Regions from separate parts of the Astyanax mexicanus genome. Here region 2 is linked to region 1. Evidence: chromatin contacts called from public Hi-C data. All regions are on one chromosome and are shown on one strand. Each heading gives the region's core, a stretch centred on a gene start, on an enhancer-like site or on the middle of the called end of the contact. The rest is flanking DNA. Distances are from core to core; before and after follow the strand shown.

Region 1 (7,453 bases), core at 3,240-5,739:
AATGTGTACCTTTGAGTTCTCCATCACGCTGTCGATGCAGTCGAAGTAGCCCAGGTCATTCACTGCCTCAGTGGGATTCTCCAGCATGCCCCGCACAGTCTACAATCCAAACAATGAAACACACAAAAACATATTATGCTGCGCACTAGAAAAAAATGTATACAAAAGGAATATTAAAGGAAATATTCAAGTGTGGTTAAATCCAGGATATAGAAATAAACCAATAAAAGCAGAAAACGTTTGATTCAGTTAGTCACTTTTGATGCATTATAAAAGTGATTAAATTAATTGACTGATTGTTTATTTTGAACAATTAATCAAAGAATCACGTTTTTATTTCCACTTAAATTAACAGGCAGGAATATTATTAAGTCTATTAAGTCTTATTATTCATACACACAAAATTTCAAACTAACTGATTTATACTTATTGTCACAGGGTGTCACTACACCAAAATATGGTCCCACTCAGTGGAGCACCAGCTGAGCAAAATGGACTAATTAGCCCAAACTGTTCATACATATCCTAATAATGAGTTATTAAACAACAACCAAAAAAACCTAGCAAACTTCTTCATAGAGTGACATCATTTAGATTTATCGCAAACAATACAAATTTTAGCACAACCAATTTAAATGCTAGCGACAGTAGGCTAGCACACACACAGTCAGGACCCCCTGGCAGGTTTAGCATCTGCCTAATTTCACATAAACCCACCGTTACTGTCAGCAAACATATGATATTAGAGGAGAGGTCGTTAACCACCAACTGCTCTCTCCCCCTCTCTCCACTCGCCTCCACAGTCCTAGACTGTCTGAACACACTGCAGTAATGTAAACGGCACTTAAACCTGTACTGTATACATTTCAGTCCATTGCCCATCAATTTTTAAAATTTTAAAGACTATATTATTTGATGTATACTAGTTGTTAAATACGGGTAATTTGAAAAATAAGGAACAGTTAACTTTCAAAGATAGAATTCTTTGTAATCTTCTTTCTAATTTAAGAGACTCTATCTGAATAAACTATATAAAAGTGCTATTTATGACAAAATGACACAAAAAATTTTATAAAAATAAAATGCTGTGATAAACTGCAAAACTGCCAACATCCATATATTGCCCTGCACTAAAAGCATGTTATGTAAATTTCCAGCAAATCACTGCTGATTAATTGCAGATGTAATTTTAAAACCTTTTTTTTTTAATGTGATTGATTTAGCAAGGCAGCGCTGTATCTAACCATACATTTACACTGAGCAACAAGTATCTTTAGAACCACTGCGACTATAACAGTTCCGTTACATGACAGCACGACAACATCCAATTGTTTCTGTCAGATAAAAGTACACAGAGCGAGTAGTCACCATTCAATGACCCGTCACTACTTTGCCAACTCACCCGAATACACTGTCAAGACAGAGAAAAAGAAATGGAGCGAGAGTATGAAAGAATCAGAGAGAGAGAAAGAGATTGCGTGCAAGACAGTGAACAAAAGAGAAAGAACGTGAGATGAGAGCGGTACCTCAAGCTCCCTAAGTGCGTTGTCACACTCCTTCTGTCCCGGGGCCTGCTGGGTACACATGGTGATCAGCTGGTTGATGCTGTCAGTCACGGCACTGTGAAAACCGAGAATAAAAAGAAAGGTGAGATAATCATGAGGAGAGAGGAAAGAGAGAGGAGAAAGGGAGGGAGTGTGTGGGAGAGGGAGAGAGGAAACAGCAAAGAGGAAAGCAGAGAAATGGAATAGAGAGAGAGAAGGCAGAAACAGAGGGATAGAGAGAGAGAAAGAGAGAAACGGAAAGGGAGAGAGGCACTGGAGTAAGAGGGAGAGAGAGCTGAGAAATACAGTCCGCCCACATGCGTTACCACGCACTAGCTTCTCTCTCCCTCCATGAGATTCAGGCAGCTAAGCTCTGAGTGGCAGGATGAGTTTGGTAGTCCTGGCTAAGAAAGAGCTATCTTAGACAGAGAGAGAGAGAGAGAGAGAGAGAGAGAGAGAGAGAGAGAGAGAGAGAGAGAGAGAGAGAGAGAGAGAGAGAGAGAGAGAGAGAGAGAGAGAGAGACCCCCAGAGACGAGCAGGGCTCAGCTCCTGTAGCCAATGCTCTCCAGTTGGCCATTACATAATTGTGCCCATTTCCACTCAAATGTGTAAAATTAAAAGCATAGGACTGTATTATGTAATATACTCTGATAAAAGGAGGACAATGCAGTGTGTGAGTGTGTGTGCGCACAAGCACACATGTGGTTGTATGTATGTGAGTGAGTGAGCGTGCATGCGGGGGAGCATGCTGGATGCCAGAGTCAGTTGTACACAAGAAAAGTATAAAAGTATTCGTGTAACCCTTTTCACACAGCATTAACAACACAAATGCCACAAACAACAGATTAACACAACTCTGAAACAGTAATTAAGGACAATAAGCCTTTGAAAAAATTAAAGAATGGTAACTTAATGCAATATCCAATTCTTAATATTGCTGAATGTTGCATCCAGCAACACATCCAACCTGGTGCATTAAGTCACCAGTTATGCACAAGAACAAAGCAAATGAAATAACCTTTATTACCTAATTACTAATTTATTACCTGAAGTATTTTTAGCCCCTTTACAGAATAATATGTTGCAGTATAATTAGTGGAACTGGCTAATATTTTCAAACAGTGTCTGAAGCTACAGGAACAATATCGTGTTTATAAGCCCTGACTGAGTGTTTTGAATGTGTGGTCTGTTGCTGATGAAGAGAAAGAAACAGCTGATTGTTCTGACCGTGCTGCAGCAGCCAGCTGATTCTTCAGGTTGGGGGAATTTGGATCAGTGGACAGAGCCTTGGCTGCCAGCAGCAGCTTGCTAGATGACATGGAGATGGTCTTCAGGTTGGTTACCACCTGGGTCTGGTCTTCTTTAGACTACAGAGAGAAAAAAATAAAACTGTCAACAGTAGACAAAACAAAGTCAATCATTCACCATTGTGCTAAAATTTAATTTCCATCTTTAATGTATGCATGCAGAAAACACACATATTTGCACTAGCTCTAATTCACACAGTGGGTTTAGGTGCCTTAAACAGTGGAACCTTACTCAGTGGCCCAGCAGTGTTAACTTTTGCAAACCCAGGTACCATACCCATAAATGTATCACTCACAATTGCAAAATTATGTCTATTCATGAATAAAGTCTTAAGGAAAACTGACAAATTCTATCTAAATTCTAAACTGAAGTATTTACCTGTGATTGACCAGCCATGTCCACTCCAGCCTCCAAGAAGTGGCTGAAGTCTTTGCCGAACTTGCCCGAGGCCTTGGCCAGGTCCTGTGTTGTGCCACGAGATGCCTGCACCAACTCGTTGGCCGACTGGTTGAGACCGGCAGCTGCTTGGTTCAGGCCTGCCTGGGCCTCCTGGAAACTCTTCCCGCTGGCGGGAAACTAGAGGGGGTAGAGTGAAAAATAAAAAATATAATTTTAAATAACTTCATGGTATTTTTAAGGTAATAAATGGTATGTTTGCATGGCTTGAATCATAAGACAGATCTTGTATTAAAAAGATGTAAGCCAAGGACAAAGGATGTAATAAAATTCTGAGTATATTTAAACAGGGTTCGAGTGGGTTCATTAGATTGATATCAGACATACAGGTTGAAACTCATATGCAGCTAATTAAATCAATGAGCTACAGAAACCACAAATGATGCACAGTTTTGATCACATTCTAGCTTTTTTGTTTTGTTTATGAAGTTCATTATTTTAACTTAACCTGATTATATACATGATTTTAATTTTATAATTACAGTCCCTTTAAGTTGTAAATGCTTAACTGCATTTACCTGAATTACCCCCAATGTATTACAAAGTAAAAAAAAAAAACTTGATTTAGTTATTATTTTAAATATTTAAGAAAAAAAAAACTGTCATTATAATTGTTATAAATATGTTAGGAACAGATTATTAAACTTCAAACAATTTAACAATAGATTAAGATACAATTGTGCTCACCTGATCAGAGAGGAGCTTCTTGCTGGCCTCTCCCACAGTCCTAATAGCATTATCCACATCTCTTTGTCCAGGGAGGCAGTTCACAGATCGATTCAGGGCCTGGGACAAAGCCTTGGCCACCTGAATAAATAAATAAAAACACAGACAAATATCAGTACCATAGGATCTGAGATAGAAACTCTAATCATAGATTACTTGTACAGACAGCATTTATCTTTTCAAATGACTGAACACTCCAACAGAAAGAGAAGCAACAGAGGGTCTAACATCAGCAATTAAAAGGGAGGGTTTAGTTACTAAATATAAAGCCGCTCGGTTGTAATTATAATTTCATGAAGCGTGTTCTTGTGTGTCGAACCTGAGCCAGGCGCTGCTGACAGTCTGGGTCTCCTGGTTTGGCGACGGCTCTCTTGGTCTCTTCAATCAGGTTTGCTGACTTGTCCATGACGTCTCCGGTGCAGTCCAGCATGGCATTGCGGGCCTGCGGGTCTTCTGTTGTGGCGCCCACTCCGCGAGCGGCAGCAGCCAGAGAGCGAAGGGCCTGAGCCACGTCCCTCGCAGCCAGGCCTAAAGAGGAAGAAAAAAAACAACACATTTTATATGTTTGTATTAGTTTATTCAGCTCTTCACACTGTTTTAATAAACTTGTGAATGTTTCAACAGACCACATCGTCACAGTCACATATAATCATCATACCTCCATTTCATTATAATTTTCTTAATTTAAAGATTCTAGCTATACATGATGAATAGAAAATTCTAGAAATGTGGATGAGTAAAAGAAATGAATATTATATATAATAAAATATATAGTGATTATCTCCAATTTGTACCTATAAACATACTGCTTAATTACTGCAGGTAGGGGGTGCTGCAGGACTTTTGAGGGACAGGTACATTTGCCAAAACATTCTCAATAAGAGGTAAAGCACTATGTGCTGTACAATGCTTTAAAAGTACAAATCTGCCAATGCCCACTAGTGGTTGGCCATGCTAGACTACAAACAGGATGCTTAGTGGCAATTTTACCTGTATAGTTCTCATTGCCCTGTGCAGCTTCACTCAGCAACTGGGCAACTGCAGAGCTCACTGCTTTGGTGTTGGAGCCCAGGTCCTGAGAGCACTTCTCCAGCTAAAACACAAACATACACTCACACAGTCAGATTCAGTGCATATTCAATAGGTGTGTCATTTTTTACCAGTCTAGTCTAGTTAAGTACATCGTAAACAGGTTGCTGTTTCAGCTTTAATTTTCTTAGATATGCGGAGCAGCTCTAGTTTTATAAGGTCCCACTATGCTGTTGCATTTTAATCCCACACTACATTTGATGTTTGCACAGTTGTTTAAGCAGGTAGTTTGTCTGAGTACCATCACATCTCACACTGTAAATTCAGATGTGTAATAAAGGACAGAAAGAACCCGTTTTCACCTGGTAACTTCATGTGACTTATATCTGGAAAAGTACTGAAAAGACTTTAAGCACATGCATTTACATTTATTATTTTTTTAGTCAGAAAGACTGAAATTTGATTACTATATGGGACAAAATATGTAAATGTACTCATTATGCTGTGCTTATTACTGGTTTGGTTGTACTGGGAGGATTTTGGTTGTCAAATGTGTCTTGAAGGGACGGATATGTTTACACTACGCTAACATGCAGCTCAAGTGCATTTTTATCTGGTACAGCCTTATCTTCAAACAGGCCCACTTTTATTGGTATAGAATGGTACCCCTTACTCGCCAGACAAATGAACCCCACTGTGCCACATGGAGGGCAGCAATGTATGTATGTACTGTGCTATACCAACCCACACCGAAAAAAAACATGCCCATTATGACGGTCACAAACAGAAATAAAGAATCAAATGTCTGTTAAAGTGCCTTTAGAGATGTTATTTTACAGGCACCTGGGGAAAAAAAAGAAAGTATAATAATATCATATCAATACTACATCACATTAACATTACATACAGAAGAACGACACAAAAGAGAGAAAACAGGTGCAAAATGCTACTATATTAGATATTGCTGAACAAAAACATGTTTTATGAGGAAAAAAGGGTTTTTGAATATATATATATATATATACAGAATACAGTAAAAACATCATATTTCAACACTGCAAGTGCAAGTGACTCAACACATTCCCATCCCACACACTACATGAAGTAAGGCAGACCAAGCCTCCAGTAGGAGTGGGCAAGTCTTGACCTTTCGTTCTGATACACAGACCATAAAAAAATAAAAATAAAAATAAATAAATAAATAATAATAATAATAAAAAAAAAAACAATAAATATATATATATATATATATATATATATATATATATATATATATGTGGAATAAAACCAGCTGTAAATTCTGTTTAACTGATTCTTCCCCCTCAAAGCCATACAGGAGACTTTTTACTGATGGATTAAGAAACAAAAAGATTCAGAAATTTGTGGGAAACTAGCTGAGAGGAAATCCTCTAACGGCTGCATGTGTGCATACACTAACATTGATATGTGATGTGGTTGCCCATGTGACAGGAAGTGAGTCTGTTACAAAGTGTGGGAGAATATCTGTATGTGCATATTTGCATAACAGTGCTGCTGCTTCAAGATGTTACAGTGATCAGTTTCTCTTTGTGAGTACAGTATATATACATATCTAAAACAGTCACAGACTGTCACACATCCTCCCTGTGTGTTGATCTCTTTTTCTAATCTCTCTCTCCCTAGGCATGCGTAGTATTTCATTAAGACAAACATAAATAAACCTTTGTGAAGCTAAATGTGTGTGTTTTGGGTGTGTGCATGGGTTTACCACCATTAAACAGCAAGATCAGATTAGTATGTGTACTTACCGTTTCCCCAGGAAGAGGCCTGAGTTTCCCTTCAGCTGCTGCAGCTTTAGCCTCCTGTATATCCCTCTCCAGACCCCGGACCACGGTCAGAGCATTATCGAGCTCCAGAGGACCACATGCCTCCTGGGCCTGGAGAAGAAAGATGTATGTGCATGAGAGAAAGAAAGACCGATTGTATGACGCCATAATTTCATAATAGGATTCATAATAATAACTAATCCTAATATATTATAGAGTATATTAAGATATAAATTATAGACTATACACTAATGCAAAAATATTAAAATATGAGAGGACTGCCATGATATTTCTTTTAAGGTTTGTTAAGTTGAGACCAGTAGTGTCATCTATTTAAAAAGTGAATAAAACTATGAGTATAGGGATAAATACAAAGATCGCATTTCATATAATTTGTCATGACATCAAATTAAGTGTGAGCGGCTTTAATGCTCTCTTGGCCTTTGAGTCTTAAGATTAATTCTTAAGAAAATAGGACTAGCAATGCATTAAATATTAATTTGCCAAAAGTGGCAAAAAATTCCATTTGTTGGTGTTTAATAAGTGAGATACATAAAAAAAAAATTAAATAACTTATTTTAAAC
Region 2 (7,453 bases), core at 1,753-4,252, 53 kb after region 1:
GAATACTGTATTTTTGCATGCCGTGTCATACTTAATGAGGTAGTTTCCTGGACAAAGATTAACCCTAGTTGTATACTATATTTTCTTTAAATGGGAAATCTCTATCTCAAAATGCTGTGTAGGCTAAAAATCTCATTAGCATCCTGCCTATCCCCTTCCCTTACCCAAAATGTAAGCGATTGGCTAAGACATGTTTAAGGTCTGAAGCTTGCTTATATTAATTTAACCTAAAAATACTGTAATACTAAATTTACAGTGCTAAAAGTAAGTCTCTGACACTCTAATTCACACTAATTTAGATGACTTCAGTATTTACACTAATAGCTAAAAAAAAAAGACATGTCTTGGCCAATCTATCAAGTTCGGGGTAAGAGAAAAACTGCAAATTTAACTTCTGGCTAAATCTTTTCTTTATGTCAGCAGTGTATGCAGGCTGAACTGTTCAGTAAAGGTGTAATTCACAGTTGTACATCTTTACACTCTCAGCCTCCTAGACTGTTTCTCCAAATATGTGCAGACTTTCCATCCCTGCAGGGTGCATCTTTTCCTCTGATATCACCCATCTGACAGCTCCTGTGCAGCCACACATACGCACGCACACACACACACTCTGTTGTGCCACCCTACTACCATGCAGGAAAGCATACAATGAAATGAAACATGGTGATAGGTGGCAGGGTCAAATTACTACTTACATTACCTGGAACACCAAGCCCAGCTGCACCAGGGAAATGTATTTGTATACAAACAGGGACCAAATATGTGTAGAAAAATTGAGCACATACACAAACACCCAATCTCTCAACAGTTCAATTGTACTTATAGGGAGGCGGTCTCCTCTTTGCTGCTTTAAAAGCTTCTACTCCTCTGGGAGGGCTTTACACTAGATATTTGACCACTGTTGTTATGACTGCACTGAATCACCAGAGTGCTAACTAGTGAGGTAAGGTACACATGGCACCATAGCTCATCCCATAGGTATGGCATGAGGCTCCATCAACCCAGAGAGATGAGAGACATATAACTTGCCCCTCAAGATGTAGTGATTACAAAGACAGTCACAAAGTAAAATACATGTTTTACTGTTTTTAATTTAGTATTTTGAAGGTCTTTTTGTTTAAAAACAAAGTGTACATACCAGTCAGCATATAGCATACACTCTGTCTTGAACTTATTTGACATGTTGGACATCCTGTAGTTACAGTACGCAAGCACACAGTGCAACCGCTGAGCAACTTGTTTAGGAAAATTTTGGAAATGTCTATGCCTACAAACATTATGGAATATATCATATTGATTTATGCAGTTCTGTATAGGATTGTATTGTATTTTGGAATGTATGCTTAAGCCTCTTTTAAGCCACTTTTTTTGTAAATACAGAATCCCTTTAATTTTTAATGTTATGCCTCCATTAAATAAAATAAGAAAGAAGAATTTGGTTTAACATTCTAACTTAAGGTGAAGTGATCAAACAAAGCCACATAGGATGCAATACCAGTAATTTACTTGATGAATATCGTGTTTAAATAACATTTTAACTTTTAAATACCTTTTAAGATAAAATATTTAAATATGTATATGCGCAGCAATATGAAGTTAAATATTTTATTACATACATAGATTTTAATTTACATTTTTGCTTATTTAAACACTGTTTTTTATTTGTTGCCAACATTAGGCAGTCAAGTCTTAAGACATTGGACATTACAATCGTAAAATATCATGGTACTATTACTTTGGTACTTCTACGTAAGGTGTAATTTTTTCAACTTTAACACGGGTAGCCACATGATTTAGGCATTTCGTCCACCTCTGTCTAACCTAGCTGAGACTGGCACTGGTCATGATGACCTTAGCCTCGTGAGTGGCTGCTCCAGAGTGCCTCATTCTACCGGTAATGCTCTTCTATGTTGGACAGTTAGCTAGTTAACCTAGTGCGCACACATTCAGTACACTTTATTATTACTATATATCTCTCTCTCTCAGTGCCCTATTCAGTAACTAGTTAAGTTCACTAGCTGGCTAGCTTTGTTAGGAAGTTTTTTAGCATTATAACGCTTGAAATCATAGCTACATTAGCTAATTAGAGACACATGATCTCCAAATCTATGAGTAAGCACTGAGCTTCAGACAGGAGGTCAAGATGAGCTGTACACTTGGCAATACTTTCTAGGATGGCGGCTATTACACGTTTGTTAAACTAGAAACGTGACATCAGGCATGAAGTTGACCGTTACAGGCCCGAGCTCATAACTCAGCTAACATAGGTTAGCTCACTTAAGTTAAGCTGCCGTACTTGACTTTTTACTCCCAAACTCTCATTAACTCACACAGTTAACGTTAGTGTACTTTGTATTCGGGCACATTACAGCTATTGCCACTCATAAATACAATTTTAACACAATATTTTAATAATCAAAGGTTAACAATAGGCTTTCAGAAAGTATGAGAACTGTAACGCTAGCTAATCTTCCGCGTTTCATATCAACAGGTTTAGGTTTAGCCAGTAAACCGTTAAAGCTGAGAGAACCTAGCGTTAGCTAACTAAAGTTAGCTCAGCATTTCTGCTCTCATGTTCTCCAGCTCTCTCATTCCTCACAGCATCTATTTTGGAATTTATCGTAATTTAGTCGAATAGTTCTGCATTAAACCCATAATATGACAGAATAAAAGTAACTTACACTACTCGCTAAATAAACTGCAGAGAAAACGCGTTGACTGAGGGCGACTCGTCGGAAGGAACTTCCCACCCTTCACAAAGTTTTCACCAAACGTTTCTTTCCACAGACAGTTTCCACTTCGCCTTACCTCCCCGCTTTCCTCGACCTCCGGCCGTCCACCTTCGGACTACAGTCGGTGTAAATATAGTCCCGTTCCCCAGTCAAAGTGGTGTAAGTTCCAGAAATGTTGGTAAAATGTCAGATTCTGGGTTTTTTCCTTGCCTCCGTTTGTCTGGTTGAGGCAGCGTCAAAGCTCCACCCTGCAGCAGCAGCAGCAGCCCGGCTAACGCTATTTTTTCCCACACCCGTATCCGCACAGGCCACGCCCCTCCTCAAAAGTGATTGGTCGTTCAGCGACTAGACTCAGAACTACTCATAGACGTGTACATGAAAAAGTAGTATAAGAAGTACCTTTGTAACGAATATCTTATTTTATAAACGTGACCAATTTACTTGTTTTCTGTGAATCTGTGAAAAGATTTTCTTTATTTTTTTCGTTCTTTCTGTCTTTCTTTATTTATTATTTTCCTTACTGTAAACCAAATATTAACCATGTCTCTTATGGACGTTATTGTTAATTTGTTATTTCTCTAGTGTGAACCAAACATATGGAACATGTAAAAACCTATTTTGTTCTTACCACTAGGTTATTTATACATATGTGTAAGTTAGACAGAACTGCTCCTAACTATTAAGCTTAAGCTTCCTTTAAACTAATAAATAACCCTCCAAAAAGCAACAAATGTCTGATATCTTATGAAACGTATGTATAACTTAATTTTGTTTTTGTCATAATTTATGTATATTTATATTTTCTGTACCTTGAATATCCTCATAATTTATATGTTGTAATTATGTGTGCAGCATTTAATATCTATTACTTATACTGTATAACAATAAAAAGCTAAATAGTTTATTGTTAAAAGTAAACAACAAAAATGATGTGAAAATGTGAAAAGAACATAAGCCTAAACACGCAGATAAAATATATATTATTTATTTAGTGATTTAATTAGTACTCCACTTTAAAAAAAAAAACAAGTATTGCCACAATAACCCAGCAAACACACAAAGTAGTTAAAACGTGGTTTCCTCTAACAATGTTGCTACAACATTGTTTAAAGTTGGCCCTGTTCATTGTCACAACTTTGTTTAATTAGGCAACACTCCCTCTAAGTAATAAGACTACAGTACCTTTTGACTTTCTGACTTTCTTAGATGTCGGTCATGTTACATTATGCATTATCTGGCAACAAAACACATTCTATTTTAGAACATTGTTGATGGCACAACGTTGTGACAAAATAATCAACATAACCAAAACAACCGTGTTTTTTTTTTTTTTTGGTGGGAACAAGCTAAAATAAAGAGGTCACAAGAAGATTAGAACTGCAGTAAGAGAGAATAAAACGTCCTAGTCTGTGCCTCAGCCAATCTTATTATAGGGGGGCGGGGCTTGGCGGAATAGGAGTGGAGTTAAATTATACCACTCTGAGCTATGCAGACAAGCAGAGGGCGTAGATATGGTAGATTTCATAAACCGGATGCCTTTTCACTCAACAACAAAAGCCAGCCAGGAGGGGAATGTTCTGCAGATCTTCACAGATAGAGAAGCAGCGGAACGATACAGTTCACAACTTTCATTTTCTCTCTTTCTTTCTCTTCTATTGTTTCTATTTTTCTGAGAGGGGGCAGCTCATGTCCTCCACAACAAAAAATGCCAGAAATTGAGAAATTTTTGCTATTGCTATGGTGGTCCACTAGAACACTCCACTGCTGATAAATAATGTGGTTTATTTAAATTAAAACATAAAAGTATAGACGAAAAACTTAAGCTCAGCACTGCAGCTCTTCCTTTCGCTTTTACTCTGGAAAACAGGCCCACTATTACAGCTCCATCCTGTGGTCTGATAGTAAAACAGCAGTACAACAAAGTTCTGTAAACAGAAAATAGACTCGGTTGTCAATGGAGGTCTATATAATCAGACAAAACTCATTAAAAGGTTCTTGAGTTATGACTTTCTGACAACACACCAATCATATTTCCAGCCTAATCAAGCACTTTTTAACTTCTTAACAGGCAAATATTTTTTTTAATTTTCTGCCTGATATTATAAGACTAAACCTTGTAATAGCATTACATAAAAAGGTTTCACGTGTAATAATAAACGTTACTGCAAATCTGAATTGTAAGTGTAATAGAAATTATTTTAAAAAAATTACTTTAAAAAACTTTAAAAATATAATGAATAACAATCGTAACATTGGCACTTTCCTTAACTTCATTTTAAAAATCACTATTTTCCAGAATACAAATCAAACATTTCATGTCCTCCAAACTTTTCGTTTCATTACAGTTGTCTAATTTTTGTCTACATTCAAACCTGCAGAATTTGGGGTTAATTTATGTTACTGATCTAAAATGATAAAGTAGAGCAGAGAATGAACAGGTAGCTTCAACAAGTAACCTGTAGGAGTCTCTCTAAAGACCACAAATTTTTCAGAATGTGAATAACCTATTTTACTGCAGAGAATAAGGATTTTGTATCATCTACACTCGTAGCCTGTATACGTTCCAAAGCCTGTAAAGGGGTTAAGTGGCGGGGTTATTCCTTAAATATAATTAAATAGCTTGATTTTTACGAAAATTCTCTTCAAAAGTTCAAGATATGTCTTTAAAAAATGTGTTATTTAAACACATTGTAAAAAGCAGCACTGCAGGCATGGCAAAAACAAAATGCATAAAAAAACTGTTGCATAAAGCTTTACATAATTCTATAATTGTAATGCATCAATTCAGAGTGAATATTAATATATATTTTAAACAGCTGAGTCATTCTGGTCTAATTATGAAAGTAGATTTTTGTCTAAATAAATGTACAAAAATAAATTAAGTTTGTAAAGATTTTGTACACAGATTTATTGTAGTCTTCCTCTTATTACAATAAAGCGCTTTTGGAAATGTTCCAAATCCACATGAAAATATAAATTCTAGGGTTCCCTATCTTAGAAACCTACCACATATGACCATAACCTCATTTTCTGCCAGGCGCTGGCCTACCATTCCCCCAGCAGTGCAAACTCCCAGTTGCCACACCAATCAGCGCCCCCTGGCGGCCAGGTGTTGAACGCCAATTTAAATAGCACAAGCAGAAATCTCCATAACTTTATCCACAGCACGTCCTAAAGCTGCTGCCAGGCCACCAGGCACAATGGAAATCAGCTGGCACAACTTAACCATGTGGATAAGCTACAATACTGATGTTCCTCAAATAATGTAAATGTAAATAACGGGGACAAAAAGGTTATAATTCTGATCTATTGGCTCATTCACAATTCTTTGATGGGAAGGGAAATCTAAATATTAAGATTGATTCATTATGGCACAGCCGAAACAATTCAGTGTTTTATACTTTATTCAATAATTCTCAGCAGGTGGACAAAAAAACAAACAAAAACAAAAAAACACAAGCATTTATTTCTTGTCTTTATTAAATGGCACAATCTTCAAAATTTTATTTAAAACAAAATATGAAAAACAAGCAATAAAAGTGCATTCTGAATCTGGATTGTTTGAAGCTGCTGGTCTATTGGCATAGTTTTCAGCACTGCTACAACACAACTTGCTGATTAGATAGTAACATGAATGAGTAGATGAACAGGTGTTAATAAAGCTCTAAGCAAGTGCAAAGTGTTATGATGCCGTTGGTCTTTTAAAGTAGAAGTGCTTCAGTAGAGCATACTAAAGGAAATCTGCAGAAAAAATTGAAGTTTGCGTGGATTTAAAAAATAAATAAATAGAGCTAAATATCAGCATGAACCGACTCATCAACCGACTCATCAACCGACTCATCAACCGACTCATCAACCGACTCATCAACCGAAATCGGGTTTAACGTTTCTTATTTTCAAATCAGCGACATGGAACAATGCATTGACATCCCGAATTTCCATTTTAATCCTAGTTACTAGCAGTTACTACTGTTTAAAGAGAGATGTTCAGTAGTCTTACTAGTTAACTAGGTTCTATGATTAACTTAAGTTTGTAGTAAAAAATATATATAATAATAATAATAATAATTATTATTAGTTCATTAAAGTTTGACAAATTAAATTATATAAATAAGGGTTAATTAGCTAGCCAATTTAATTTCATACAACTCACGTTAATGTTTGATTGGTAGTTGATACTCTTGGGTAATGCGCATTACTAGCATAGCGTTTACTGGGCTAAAGCTAGTCTACGGCCTGAGGTGTGGAAACTAGTCATTATACACAGTTTGTCACAGTTTGCTGTTAATTAATCTATTCTCACCAGCTGTGTGAGTGACTCGCGGTGTAGTCTATTTACTTTATAAACAGATTCTTAATTATAAGCAGAAAACACCTTACTTACGCCCAAAACCTACTATTAAAACCGTAGCTCCACGTCGGGACAATCAGTTGGTGCCTACTAATTAGCTAGTATTAGCTAAGTTTGCATTGGATTGTTAGCTAGATGTTCATTAGAAGTCTTAACTAAAGAGCTCAGTGGTATATAAACTACCTGCCTGGCGTAACAACTACCCAACCATTTACCTGGTAAGATAACGGTGTTCAACAAGACCTACACCTGAAGAAAACCGAAAGGAATAAACTTAACTGAGAGAGGGGGGGGCTCCGTTTTCATGTCCTCACTACTATAAACTACGGTGGCCGAGAAAGCCCAACGCAGTGCAAATTGAAAAGCGCTG

What was found. Hi-C and Micro-C count contacts between places; a contact is called where the count stands out from the background.
Region 2: a contact with region 1 is called in a Hi-C map of blood, with 2.1 times the contacts expected there. The contact joins the promoter of tln1 here to the enhancer-like site in region 1. A contact is called at or near these places in 3 of 3 Hi-C or Micro-C datasets (blood and muscle).

Annotation. Positions count from the first base shown.
Region 1 is chr20:27,013,907-27,021,359 of AstMex3_surface, forward strand. tln1 (talin 1) reads right to left here. Exons shown (of 58, transcript XM_022681254.2): 27 at 6,852-6,980; 28 at 5,026-5,128; 29 at 4,355-4,563; 30 at 3,997-4,116; 31 at 3,232-3,429; 32 at 2,773-2,912; 33 at 1,527-1,620; 34 at 10-99. Among protein-coding and RNA genes, the nearest start is that of tpm2, 37 kb to the left of the region's middle. Within about 2 kb of position 4,490, the one cell type or tissue checked has an H3K27ac peak away from gene starts, as active enhancers do.
Region 2 is chr20:27,068,215-27,075,667 of AstMex3_surface, forward strand. tln1 (talin 1) reads right to left here and starts at 3,003. Exons shown (of 58, transcript XM_022681254.2): 1 at 2,809-3,003.